Regions from separate parts of the Mus musculus genome. Here region 1 is linked to region 2. The links are chromatin contacts, called in public promoter capture Hi-C maps. All regions are on one chromosome and are shown on one strand. The core of a region is the stretch at or near the end of the contact, and the rest is flanking DNA. Distances in the headings are between cores, read along the strand shown.

Region 1 (6,820 bases), core at 324-2,823, 530 kb after region 2:
CTATTCAATGGCATCTGTGGCCAGCACCAAGGGCATTCTCAAAAGTACCTTGTTAATTCTAATGGCCAGTCTTCACTGGTTCCAAAAGGCACAGCAGGTTAAAACAGCAGTGAGATAGGCATGGGCAGAATCTGGTGTCCTCTGATGGACGGCTGCAGCATTAATTACCATTCTTAGCTGCTCGCCATCCATCAAACCATCTCTAATTCAAAGGATAGCCATCACCTTCACCTGCTACCATCTCCTGGTTGAGACAGGGAGGGAACAAGAAGATGCAAGAGCAGCATTCTGTTGGTGTTTGGCTTTTCTCTTAGGATCTCAATCACGGTTCGTTGTCCTGTGACACAGGACAGCTGACGAGGTAGGAAAGAAATCAAAGCTTCTCCTAATTAGAGGAACAGCGGTGATCCAGAATAGAAAGTAAGAGAAAGAATCTTGACTTGAGTAGTGTTGGTTTTACGGACTTTAGACAAGTAGGGCATTCTAGACTTTCGTTCACATCAGCTCAGTGAATAAGGAGGAAGACTGTGGGATCCGTCATTAAAGCACTCACGGACACATTACTCTTCTGTAGTAAGGGAGGTGGGTAGAAACATGGTAGGCAAGGATTTGCTTAGAAGTTCATTTCTCAGCTTCCTCTTAATCTTTCCCCACATACAAAACCAACAGGTATTTGTGTGTGTGTGTGTGTGTGTGTGTGTGTGTGTGCCTAGAAAATTATGCCCTAAAATATAGCAGTTTCCCATGACAAGACCCTTGAATTGAAGAACGAGAGTGTCACAGTGCCCAATCCTTATCAAGTTATTTTCTGGTTTCCTCTCCCTCAACCAACACTCTAAATTCTAAGAATTAAGATGCTGACTGCTGTATAACCTTTCAGAGCTATAGAATATAGCCCAGGATATCTGATGACTGTCAGATAACACCAACATGGGCAATGCCTCTCCTTATTCAAGTCCTGTGCATCAACTAAATACAAAGCATGTAAATTGCTGAGAAGTTGAACTTACTGAAAATCCATATACTGGGAACAGAAAAATGTGTGAGAGCCAGAAGTGGGGAATGACATCAGGGAAACAGAAGAACTTGTGAGTAGAAAAGAACCTGTGAGTAAACAGGTTATAGGTCCTAGAAGAGAATCTACCACCAATCTACCTACTACTGATCTATCTATTATTCTGCTAAGTGGGCACAGTGCTAAACTGACTTACATGGACTTATTACTGTTTACCTATAGATTAATGCATCTCTCACTCCTCACCAGAGAACTTTCTTTTTGCAGTAGATGGTGATTAGAATAGAAACACATGACTGCTCAGTGTGCAGAGAATGAGAGCCTGTGGGCTGCTCTACCATAAATGGATCTACACCATACTCTCACCTTGCAGTCCTCGGGGATCGTTGTGGAAAGAGGGAACAGAAAAATGTGTAAGAGCCAGAAGTGGGGAATGGCATCAGGGAAACAGAAGTTTTGAAGCATGCACAAGACTTGAGTAAGCTAAAGCCGGACCATATCCCCACATTCAGGGGATAGGGTGTGTGTGGAAGAGTAGGCGTGAAGAGCCACCGCTGCCTGCAGAGCTATTGGCCTTTGATAGCTGCTGGGAGAGGGAAAGTGTGGCCCTGGCAGGTCAACAGTGCTCCAGCATCCGGTCACACATTCAAGAGTATATGGACAGCACAAATTAGACTTGATGTTTTGTTTTTAAAGGGGGACACAAAGTTGAATGGGTGAGAATGAGGGCAGTTGTGAGAAGGGTAAATATGTTCAGACTGCATTGTTCATACACTCTCAAAGAACTAATAACAATTAAACTTTATTTTATTTTTTTTAAAGCCATATGTTTGTCTAAAGAAGTACAGGAACCAGCCCCAAGAACTCAAGGCCAGTTTAGAATGCTCTGGCCCAGCATCACAGGATTTCCTGCCCATTGTCTCACTGTGCTTAGTTTTCCTTCCTGTAAAAGCCTTCTCATGTACTTGGGTTCCCTTGGTGTTAGAAATAAACAAAAACCTGGATATCACACAGAAGAAGAAACTAATAGTGCCAGAGTGGCTCGGCAAGGCAATTCTTTTTATTAAAAAGGTGCATCAAGACCTATAGCCGTCTAGCAAGCATGCTTGACCAAGGCAGTTTCCATCTTTACCCCATGTACGTACGTACTGACCGCGTCTCACCTGATTGGTAGAGCTTGATGTCACAGTCTGACACAGCTGGCTAGTCAGCACAAAGGGAAAGGGACAGTTCAGGAAACGTAAGTCCTTGCCCAGCTAACTTCCTTTTGTACGGGGCAGGAAAGTAAGACAGAAAGACAATGATTTCTTGAAATAGCTTTTTACATTTTTTATACCAAAAATAGCCCCTCCCTTACCTTCCCAGAAGCCCTTGAATAACCCTAATTGCCTTCCCACCTTCCTGAGTATTGCCTTTCAAGCAGGGAGCAGTCATACTTGAATCTGGTAGCATTCTCTCTAACCCTCTTCTCTCCTGTCTCTCACTCATTTTTCTCTCCCAATACATACATAAGGGGGGCTTCCTTTCTGAAGTCTCTTTATCTGCCTAAAAGTCAATCCTCTAAAAATGAACATTTTTGTATACCCCTCCTTGAAAAATCTTATAAACAAAGAAAAATTAACTCACAACTGTTGAGTCTCAAACCCTGGGACAAATGACTCTGGTGCCTTATTTAACATATCAAGGAGGACCTGGCCACCAAGTTCTCCCAGCAACCCTCAGTCCCTACCTGTTACAGCTAGCATACCCACCCACTACCCTAAACTTCTCCAGTGCAGGGGCTGCCCATTCCTATATAGTCCAATCATTTTGGTTACCTGGTCCTTTTTGACAGAACACAGTCAAAAAGACTGACCCATGGTGAGCAAGGCCTTGAGGGACTGTGAGAGACACACCAGAATGAAAATGCAAAGGGCCTTTTACCTCAGGTGCTTTTTATTTCCTGGATTATTCTTGGATGTGATTTTTTTTTTTTTTTTTGCCTCCTGTGACAAACATTTACATTCAATTTATAAGACATGTTTACTCTTGTTAGACATCAGAACATAGCTACAGAATCCAATCTGGTCAGTGTACCCGGAATCTGGATATGGCCTTCTGCCTTGCCTTCATGTGTTCCCAGATAAAACCTATAGTATGTGGCAGGCAGTTGTGTTTAAAGACAACCCAAACTCACCATACATTTTCTCTCCTTTCTGCTTCCAAAACTTGTTCCCACCTCCAAGCCCTGAGCTATTGTTCCTTTCTACAGCTACGACACTATAAGAACTTCAGTCATCTAGACATCCCTTGAGTCTCACACGGGGTGACAGTCCTGTGCATAGGCATATCATTCCTACCTGTTAACTTATCGTCATTTATTTCCCACACTCAATTGTCAGAGAGTAGAGATTTTCTCTCTCCTAGACTGGTTACTTTTCTCATCATTGAGAAAAAAAAAAAAATACTTGACAAAAGCAACCTAAGGAAGGAAGGATTTATTTTGGGTCACAGTATGAAAGGGGACAGTCCACTAGGATGTCGGGCAGAGAGTGAGACCCTTGTCACATTGCACCCATACCCAGGAAGCAGAGCGGGATGAACTGGTACTCAGCTTGCGTTTTTCCTTCTTATTCAGTGCGAGAGCCGCTCATGGGATGGCACTGCCCACCTCCAAGGTGGGGCTTCCGTCCTTAGTTAAACCTCTCTGGAAACATCCTCACAGATATACTCAGAGGTGTGTTACCATGGCGATTCTAAAATCAGTCACATTTTTAATGAGATGAAGCATTACATCTCTCCTCCATATGCCTTGCCTTAAGCATAAAGAAGGTTGTTAGGAGTTTGGATGGTTACCCTGCCCCACCTTAGCCCTTCCAAAATGTATGCCCTCTAATTAAACAGCCAGAACCTTGTCACCTAAACTGAAAACCTTGAAGTCATTCATCCCAGATGCCTTCCTCTCTGCACGCTGTGAGACCTCTGGGCTTTTCCCTCCCACACACCCCTTCCTTCATCCCATCATTCCAGTCGCGCCCCTGGTGCCATGTTACTTCTATTGCCTTCATCTGCCACATTCACAATGGCTTACCTTATTTACTTTTTGAAAATTACTTTTAATTGCATGGAACATGAATACATTATCATTTTTAAGGCAGTAACAATATAGGTAACCAAAAATTCAAGATTAAACGATGATAATCTTTGGGCACTTTCCAGATATCTTCTATGAATATCTATTTTTTAAAATGTTACATTGTATATAATGCCATACACGGTTTTGTCTCTTTCTGTTTTTAACCTAGCAATGTATCCTGGGCATTTCCCATGTGAGTGTGTACCGACCTCATTTGTTCTATTACATACATGTCCTGGGGTGACAAGAGGCTTCTGTTCAGTCTTGGTTCCCATTTCCTGGTGTTCCTGCCTTGCGTAATCCTCTCTCGGGGTGTGTCTGTGAGGGTGTTTCCGGAATAAATTAGCATCTGAATCAGTAGACTGAATGAGGAAGAGCCACCCTCACCAATGTGGGCAGCATCCTCCTGAACCTGCAAAGGTTCGGATAGAACAAAAAGGCAGAGGAAGACTGAGTCTGTTTCTCTGCTCTGGAACTGAGACAGTCAAGGCTTTTCTTCATTTTTCAAGTAAAATCAAACCTTGGTAGTGCACGCCTCTAACAACAGCAGGGGGCAGAGGATTATATGTTTCAGGCCAGCCTGGGCTACATGGCAACACTCCTCCCCCCCCCAAAAAAAAAAATTAAGACAATACTCAAGAATGTATTAGTGCTCAATATTTGCAAGATTCAGGGTTTACTCCCTAGCACCAAAAAGAAAGAGAAGAGGAGGAGGTGGTGAAGGAAGAAGAGAAGGAGGAAAAATTGAAGAGCTGGGAAATTGTTTAATCAATAAAATGCCTGCCGTGCAAGCATGAAGACCTGGATTTGGATCTCCACCACCCATGTCATCCCAGTCCTGGGGAGTGAGAGACAGATGAGTCCCTAGAGCTCACTGGCCAGCCAAGCTAGCCAATCAGTGAGCTCCAAGCTCAGTGAGAGACCTTGACTGAAAACATAAGATTAAGAACAACGGAGGAAAACATCCAAATCACCTTATGTTCTTGATACAAATATACACACACATGCATATGACTCACACATGTGAGCATACACACACACACACACACACACACACACACACATATCAACACATGCACTTTTTTAAAAAAATAGAATCTTGAGATTAATTTCAGAACTCAGGAGGCTGGGGCTGGAAGACTGAGAGTTCAAGGGTACACTGGGCTATTGAAAAATAGTTGTGACGCTATGTCAATGACAGAGGAAGAGATAAAGGAAGAGAAGAAAATATATTTAGGACAGCCAGGGCTATACAGAGAAACCATGTCTCGAAAAAACAAAAACAAAAACAAAAAAAAAAAAAACAACATTTTTAAAGTGTAGATTAACTACACTTATCTAACATGATATGAAAATTTTTACAGGAGTGAACACAGGTACACCAGTCAGGTGAAGACCAAGCAAAAACAGGGGTAAAGACAGCCATTAGAGGAGAAATGCTTCAAAGACCAGCAACCTTGCCACACCTTTGTTAGAAGGAGCCCACCAGAGATGACCACTAAGACATTTTATAGACAAGTCTGTATAACAAACAGCTGGGACTACATTCAGATATTCAGGTCCTGAGAGTAGCACAAAGTGTCCAGAGCACAGGGCACTGAAGGCAGAAACTATGTCCTGGCACCTTGCTCTGCAGCTTCTGGGGTGGGGGGCAAGGGTGCTTTGCATAAGCAAGCAATTTGACAGAAGCTAAGATAAGCAGGTAGCTGAAAGAGCTTCAGAACAATCAAGCAGGTTAACAGAAGCTAAGATTAGTTAGCTAGGGCACCTTGACTTTGGGCTCCTAGAATACAGTTGGGTAATTTTCTATGGGATTCTCCATCGAGAAGATCAAATTCTAGTTAAACCTGAAATGGCCTCAGCAAGAACATATGATGGAGGAGCACCCTCACGCTCTGGCTCTGTCACATTCCTCACTGTTTCTGTAGGCATGAGTCAAACTATTGATTCATCCTGTTCTAGGAGGACATAGTTGGTCCTAGAGATCAGTAACTTAGTTGACCATGAAGTTGAGGATGCAGGGCCCTGCCATTAACCTGATCAGAATAAGAATCAAAGTTCTAATGCCAGTGGTAAGATGAGGGACCCTAAGTGGTTTTTCAGTCCCACACTCTCCTTACAGCTTCCCCCTCCTGCCTGGAGTCAAGGATAGACCAAGTTCCATTCTCCACCCACAGGAGCATTCTTGAGTAAAAAATTCTCAAAATGTACTGACTGATAGTTACCTGACCCTCTGGAAAGTCCCAGGTAGAGTTCAAATGCTTGTCATACTTGCTAGCCAATAGATTTAAAGGTCAATATGCTTAGCCAATAAGTTTGAACAATAAGTAAGGAGTGCTGATGTAACCTGCACTCCTAAAAAGTATTAAAATTGCTTGTAATAGCCATTCAGGGTCGACTTCTTAGTAACTCACCTTGAGGGGCTAATTAAAGGTTGACCCCAACATTCTGGAAAATGAACCTCTTGCTTTTGCATGGGTCTCACTGTTGGGCTGTGGGGAGACATCTCGAAGTAAGTACCACTGACCGAGGGTTGGGGTCTTACAAGCCATGGAGATAAACAGAAACTGATACCAATTGTCGATCCATCTATGTCTGTTTTGGCTAGTTTTGTGTCAACTTGACACAGCTGGAGTTATCACAGAGAAAGGAACTTCAGTTGAGGAAATGCCTCCATGAGATCCAACTGT
Region 2 (7,205 bases), core at 808-3,307:
ATATTTAGGTAAAATACTATAGTGTGAACAATAAAAAGAAAGGAAGATCACTGGGCTGGCAAAACAAAACAAAACAAAACAAAACAAAACAAAACAAAACAAAACAAAAACCAGTATTCAAAGGCCACAGTTTGAACTTTAACCTGTAGATATCTGGGTCCTCTGGGAACCTGAGTCTCCAGCCTCTCTTCACACAGCTCTTCCAGGAATGGAATGGCTTTTAGGACAGCAGCAATGCGGCTCCAGGCCTAGACACCATGAGGTAGTTTGTTGTTACAGACCAAAGTCACTCAGAGCACTTGGTTCAAAAGACAGGATGTGGGCTGTGAGCCTCCAGTTCATCTTTCAAAGGAAATCTCCTTCAGCAGCAATGTCTCCTGGGATGTTTTCCCAAGTCTCCCTGGGAGGTGCTGGAGCCTCTCAAAAGACTAAGAATAGCCAGGGACATCCAGTTTCCCAAACATGCCAACCTTAAAAGTGAATGCCTTTTTCCCCCTTGTTACCTTTGCATTACTATGTAGGGGAAGGACACTGTATTATTATAGGTATATAGCTCACCATGCAGTTGCTAGACACCTCACTGTGACTCTCTGCTCAGGAGCTCCCAGTAGGAATTGTCAGAGTGGTATCCAGGCTCTGCCACTACAGAGGCCCAACCCTTTGTCACCAGTGCACTTTGTAGTCTGGACAGCCTCCATTGTACAACCCCGAGACTGTGTACCCCTTACTCACTTCCATCTAATTTTGCTTATTCACAGAACTTACCTGGTCTATACAGGTTATGGTTGTGACCGAATGAGACAGTGCACAAGCCTCCCTGACACCCTGTATGTTTAGTTTTAATTTTTGCACATTTACAGGTCATGCATGGTACAGGTAACCTTCTTCCATTCTGTTACTTACTCAAGCAGTGCTCACTGGGCTTGTAGGAGCTGTCAGATGCTAAACTCAACACCAGGAGACATGAAGGTGTCATTAACAATGCCGGGGACGTGTGGAAGAGTTCGGTCAGATGCCATTTTTCATCCCCAGGCTGTAGAGCATCACACCAGAGGGAGATTTAGATGCAGTGCCTTATATAACATGCAATGTCGTATCATTGGTTATCTTCCCATCCTTCAAGTGGCATCAAGGGGAGTATGGCGTTGGATATTAATGTTCCCTGAACATTTGAAATCTCTCCTAACAAATACAAGAAGGCCCCAGGTGTGAGGACAGCACCTGGGGAGATCTTAACCCACACAAACCTAGGTATTTCCAATCACATAGACTTTTGTTTTAACAGACTGCACAAGTATGACCAGAAGGGACAAAAGTGAATGAAATGTAGGGAAACGCTCATTTATTAAATTTGTCTCCTGTCATCATTAGCCCAGCCATTTTGGGGTTGGGGAAACTGTCTTTTTGTGGAGAGAGTTCTAAGTGTTCGAGCAAGTGGAGACAAGTCTTTGTGGTGGATATATACATATATACATATGCATATATGTATAGTCCTCCCCTACCTCTGCAGACCTTGGTGTGTGTGTGTGTGTGTGTGTGTGGCCACAGGCCTTTCCGGATGAGTGACAATGAAAGCCCATCCCTCCAGGAGACGCATGCCGAATGACCAATGGGATGATGGATGGAGGGTGCTGGGTACCAGTCTCTGCAGAGGCCAAGGTGAAACTGGCTGCTTCCAGCCTGTTCAACCCTCATCTCCTTGAGCCCCTTGGGTCCTTAGGCGTTTGGTCATTGCTGGATCAACCGAGGTGCTCATCTTAACGCACCCCAGGGCCTAGGACAGGGTGCCAGGGGCGCGGCTCAGATCTGTCCAGCGCAGACTGCGGTCCTCGCGCCGCAGCGCTGCGGCTAAGAACACTTGGCTGGGAGGCCTGCGGGTTGCGGTGTACGTGTATGTGTGTGTGTGTGTCTGTGTGTGTCTCTGCTGGTGGTACTGGTGGTGCCGATATGTAAAGCAGCTGGCGGCTCTGGGCGGGGCCTGGGTTTCATGCAAATGAGGGAGGCGGGGTTACACTGGGGCTCCGCCTCCCTCCCCCGCAGCTGGGGCCAGCGGTGCCAAGCACAGCTGGACCAGCGGCAGCAGCTGGGCGAGTGACAGCCCAGCTACGCGCGCGCGGCCGCCGCCAGAGCCGGCGCGAAGGGGCAGCGCGGCCCTGCGGTCCCCGGGCGGCAGCAGCGGCCGCCTAGTCCCGCGCCTTTCCGGGCTTGCAGCCCCGCGGTCCCGCCGCCCCGGGGCCGCCACCTCTCGGGGCTCCCCCCAGTCCCCGCGCGCGCAAGATGGCTGACCCGGCTGCGGGGCCGCCGCCGAGCGAGGGCGAGGAGAGCACAGTGCGCTTCGCCCGCAAAGGCGCCCTCCGGCAGAAGAACGTGCACGAGGTGAAGAACCACAAATTCACCGCCCGCTTCTTCAAGCAGCCCACCTTCTGCAGCCACTGCACCGACTTCATCTGGTGAGAGTGCGCCGCGCGGGCCACCTGCCTGGGGCCCTAGAGGGCAGCGACACGCATGGGGACCCCTGTTGTTGCCCCCGGGGGGAGGAGCCGTGTGATCACCCCCATCCCGCTGGACCCTTATGCCCTGCGCTCCCGGATGGCCAGTCCCTCAGGTGCTGGGTTCTCTGCTCCCAGACGGCTGGCCGCCAGGCGCCTTCTGCCCTCTTGCACTCTGTCGCCCGAGCGCCTAGGGACAGCGCTGCAGGCGCCTTTTCGACACCTGGCTCAGGGCTCAGTGTGGCTGTCCCTCCTCGGCAGGGCAGCTCCGCGGGTGTCTTTCTCGCCTGAGGTTCCCGATCTTTCTGCCTCCTTCCGGGCTCGAGGAGCTCTCACCCTCACCCCTCCTTTCCGGGGCAGCTCTCTGGGGTGTCCTCTACTTCCCCGGGGCGTGGAGCATCCTTCCCTCTGCGTCCCTAGAGCAGTGCCCTGGGTTATCTCTTACTTCGCCTCCAGAGTCTTGAGCACCCCTTTCATTCCTTGGTTCTCACCCTCAAGTCGCTGCAGGGCCCCTTTCTTCCCTCTGCCCCTCCAAGCATGGGGGGACCTTCCCCCCGCCCCCTAGCCCCTCAGGTGTTACCACCGTGGTGAAGTCCCTATCATCCTCCCCCTAGACAGGTCCTTTTCTCTTTCCTTGAGGGTACTCCCGGCATCTCCTTGGGCAAATATCCAGCCCGCCTTCCGCCCCCACCCGGGCGGAAATGCACCCTCGCATCCTGCCACCTGGTGGTCGTGGTCGCCTCTGTACTGCAGGGGAGATGTGAGGTGGGGGTTACTGCCAAGCTCCGGTAGTGTACCTCCCAATCCCATCCAAGGTGGAAGACACCTTGGAGACCAGGCTGTAGCTAGGAGGTTGCCCCTGGGGTAGAGGGACAGTGGGAAGGGAGAGGGCGACTGTGTGAAACTAGCTGGTAACTGGACCCCTCAGACTGATACTCCCTCTTGTGCTTTTACAGGGGCTTCGGGAAGCAGGGATTCCAGTGTCAAGGTAGGCTTTGTGGCGCTGTGGATGCCGATGGTGGGAAGAGAGAGTAATACAGACTTCAAAGACGTGGCCGAGTTAGGCAGAGTGAAGTAATCCTGCCTGTCAGAGTGACCTCCCAGGCTAGGAATCCTTCACCACCAAAGGGTCCTTTTAAGGGGTGTGTATTTGGGCCAGAGATGCACCATCCAGGAAAGGCCAGTGGAGCTCCTGGAAGGCCCTAAAAGTCAAAAAGTGCATCCATCCCGCTGCTATCTGAGCATTCTCTCAGGACTGCCAGCCCTGCTTAAGAAATGAAATGTCTTCAAGGACTCTTGTGTGTGGAGGGAACCTCTTTCTTCCTAATTCCAGCCCTTTCTTGCTCATTGCTCTCCCTTACCTCCCAGTAGGAGGGTCTGCCTCTTTCCCCTGCTTTGCAGGTGGCTGCCATCTGCAGATGGCGCATCCCCCTAGAAAAGCAACTGTGGTTTCCCCTGGGCCTCCTCTCTCTTTGAAAGCGGTGGTTCCAGATGGGGTGCCTCTGGGATCCTGCCTGAGGTTGCCCTTTTTAACATCTGAGGAGGCACAAGAAGGACTCCAAGAGACTCCTTACCTGGGTTCTTGATTCTAGCTCAAGAGCCATGATTTTAACCAGGGGTACCTAATCAAATATCAGAGACTTGGTGGCCTCTCTTATCTCTAGGGTTTGTGCCTACAAGATGGACTGTGGACTGAGGAATGTAGCTCAGGAGAGTGCCTGCTTTGTTCCAGAGAGGCTCTGATGCAAAATGGGAGAGGGGGAAAGATAGGTTTTAAATTGAATCTCTAAAGATGTGGCCTTGTTTAACCCTTAGAATGCCATAAATAGTTTGTGAATTTCTCTCTCCCCTCTGTCTCTGTCTCTGTCTCTGTCTCTGTCTCTGTCTGTCTGTCTGTCTGTCTGTCTGTCTGTCTGTCTGTCTGTCTCTGTCTGTCTGTCTCTCTGTCTTTCTCTCTCTGTCTCTCTCTCTGTCTCTCTCTCTGTCTCTCTCTCTCTCTCTCTCTCTCTCTCTCTCTCTCTCACACACACACACACACACACACAGCATTCAACTTGTTGAATACTGACTCTACTTTCATGCTGAATCGATCATTTGGAACTGAGGTCATCCCTTTACCAATGAGCAGACATTCGAGGCTATGTCTCTGTTCAACACTGGCCTTCTACAATTCTGACCCCCTTTGCCTCTTGAATTTACAGGGTTGTTTTGCCCCTCTCTCTCCCTTTAAGCCAGGTGTGGTTGGGTTTGGTCAGAAGTGGTTCTGCATCTTCTCCTCCCAACACCTCCTCCCCCTCCTACCTTTTCCCTCCCCTTCCTATCCCCCCCTTCCCCGTTCTCACTCAGATTCACTTTGTGCCCAGACTGACCTTGTCCTGGAAGCTTTTCTGTCTTTCTTTGTTAGTCTCCCAGGTGTTGGGAATACAGGTATTCTCAGGGTCGAATTGCCATCCTCCACCCTGTGAACTGGCCTTAAATCTGGAGAGGAAAGCGTGTGGGTGTGGAATAGCCTGAAGTGAGACAGTAGTGCCCATGGATAACTTTGCTTTGCACCATTGCGCTGCATGCAAAATCAAAAGACCCCAGTGCTCAGAGGTGGCTTTGGGACATGCATGGGCCTGGCTGCCCTAAGCTGAAGGCTTTTACTGAGTTCTGGAGTGGGACAGGAAGTTTCCAGCCTCCTCTGCTGAGATCCAGAGCCTCAGTTTTATACAGTACATGGAAGGACTGCCAAGTCCCTGCCGGTGGCAACGAGTCAGGCCAGTGGCACCGTCTGGATGGTTTTCTAGAACTTGTCTCTCTTAAACACAGCACCGAGAGTGGCTCGGTGTGGGGAATGTGGAATCTGTGAGGTTGCCTTTCACTCGCATGAATTGGTTTCTGTTTTTGTCTCTTGTCGAGGTCAGGGGTGATTTTTTAAACCCTGCTTCTGTGGCTCTCCTGTGCCACCTGCTCTCTGTTATTGATGGCTGGGAAAGTCAGCTTTGGAATGTGCGGGGGACTGCACATATGGAGCAGGAGATCCTTTTATTCAAAGCCTAGGATTTTTTTTTTTTTTTGGCACAATGAGAAAAAAATCAGAATGAAAGTTTTCAAGAAGTATGATTAACTTTAGGAATAAGACTTTTTCAGAAGCTGGCAGTGCGTTTGCCTCGTGTGCTCGACTCCCTGGGTTCCTGGGAACAAAAGGAAAGGGGAGGGGTGAAAGGTATTTTCAAAATCATTTCTCTTTTCATTTTTTCACCCCTTAGCTCTCTGAACATCTGGCCCTCTGTTACTGCGTTGATGGGCTACTCCATCTGACTTGGAGTGGGTAGGAGGAAGGAGGGGGTGGGGTAGATTCATGGGCCCTGAGCTGAGCTGCTTAGAGTGGGACACAGCCTAGAAGGCAGGGAGGGAGTTTATCACTGGTACCCAGTGTTGCTTGGAACTAATTCTGGAACCACAGACGAGCTCCTTTTATAGGATTATTTTCAGTACCTGGTGCCTGATATCTTACCTTAAAGTGAATTTACTTAAAGTAGGACCAACATTATAATAGAAAACAAACAGAGTTTATTCTTTTACCTAAGTCAACAGTTCAGAGATCTGGTCCTTCAGTTTTCTATGATGCTGTCCCAGGGAGCAATAGTTATCTCACAGCTCAAGAAGATACTGGATTCTCCAGGCACCAGGCCTCCTTTTAGCCAGCTGGGACAGGAAAGGGACAAAAGAAGTCAAAAGACACATCATTTTCAGTGGCTCTTAGGGATGTTGCCTAGAGAGAATTGGCTATATACTCGGTATATATTGGCTAGAGTAGAACCCAATGAATGTCCACGTCTCGTTCCGAGCAAACCTAGAGGACAGTAGTGTTCAGCTCAGGTAGCACGTTCCCAGCCAACAGCGGAGGGAGGGAAGGATGTTTCCATCTCAAAGGTGGAGGAAGCAGAGATTGGCTAACCCCTCAGGATGGTGTGGGAGGATCCCAAGATTAAGATGCCCTTGTCACTGCCCCAATGCTCCAGTAGCTGTCATGGAAATCGGGGTGCAGGACAGAGCATCCAGGAACCACAGGGAACCACAGATTTTTATAGACTTGGGAAGCTTTCTTAAGAACAGACTTCTGGCTTTTGTACAGCTAAAGGACAAAACTCTCGGTTAACTGCCACTGATTTACCCACCCTCCTCCTTCTCTCTTTGATAATGCCTCAGCTGACAGAGGATCCCTCTTGTGAAATTGCACACAATTTTGGATTAGAAATGGGACCCATTATGCCACAGGACAAACCTTTCTTTCTCCAAGGCACTCTTTTAACAACCCTAGAACCTGCACGCTGTGCTTAAATTCTAATCAACTCACTAATCACTGGGAGGATTTCAACTTTTATCCAAAGAAAGACTTTGCAGTTTGGCAGAGAGGAAACTTTTCTCTTTTTTTGTTAAAGGAAGTCATTTCAGTAGAAATAGAGAAGCATTAAGATGTTCAGATCTAGGTGTTTAAAGCACGTGGTTGGAACCAGACAGACGTGGACTCTGATCCCTCATCTTCTATCTGCTCACGGTGTGACCTTGGGGAGTCCATCCCCACACTGTAACCTTGCTCGCCATCTTGGTGAAAGAGGACACAGTGTCTCCTTTGTAGAGCTCTGGGGTAAAGTAAGTAGCTAAGGAGAAATATCCACCGTGAGAGTAAACAACTCAAAGTAAGATGATCGTCAGGACTTGATTAATGGT

The links. Promoter capture Hi-C pulls out the DNA fragments that hold promoters and counts their contacts.
Region 1: a promoter capture Hi-C map of liver shows a contact between it and region 2, with 3 times the contacts expected there. The contact joins the enhancer-like site here to the promoter of Prkcb in region 2. A contact is called at or near these places in 6 of 39 promoter capture datasets (embryonic stem cells, hippocampal neurons, liver and 2 more), 1 of 115 datasets of contacts at active chromatin or transcription factors (stem cell-derived neural progenitor cells) and 1 of 9 other capture datasets (liver).

What each region holds. Positions count from the first base shown.
Region 1 is chr7:122,819,183-122,826,002 of GRCm38.p6, forward strand. No RefSeq gene overlaps it. Among named protein-coding and RNA genes, the nearest start is that of Gm39082, 100 kb to the right of the region's middle. Within about 2 kb of position 1,574, at least 28 of the 459 cell types and tissues checked have an H3K27ac peak or open chromatin away from gene starts, as enhancers often do. A contact at or near this core is called in liver, where this site is marked.
Region 2 is chr7:122,287,068-122,294,272 of GRCm38.p6, forward strand. It overlaps Prkcb (protein kinase C, beta), which reads left to right and starts at 2,058. Exons shown (of 17, transcript NM_008855.2): 1 at 2,058-2,450; 2 at 3,446-3,477. The coding sequence starts at 2,278. It overlaps Gm51497 (a long non-coding RNA gene), which reads right to left. Exons shown (of 3, transcript XR_003946872.1): 2 at 6,057-6,179; 3 at 3,569-5,665.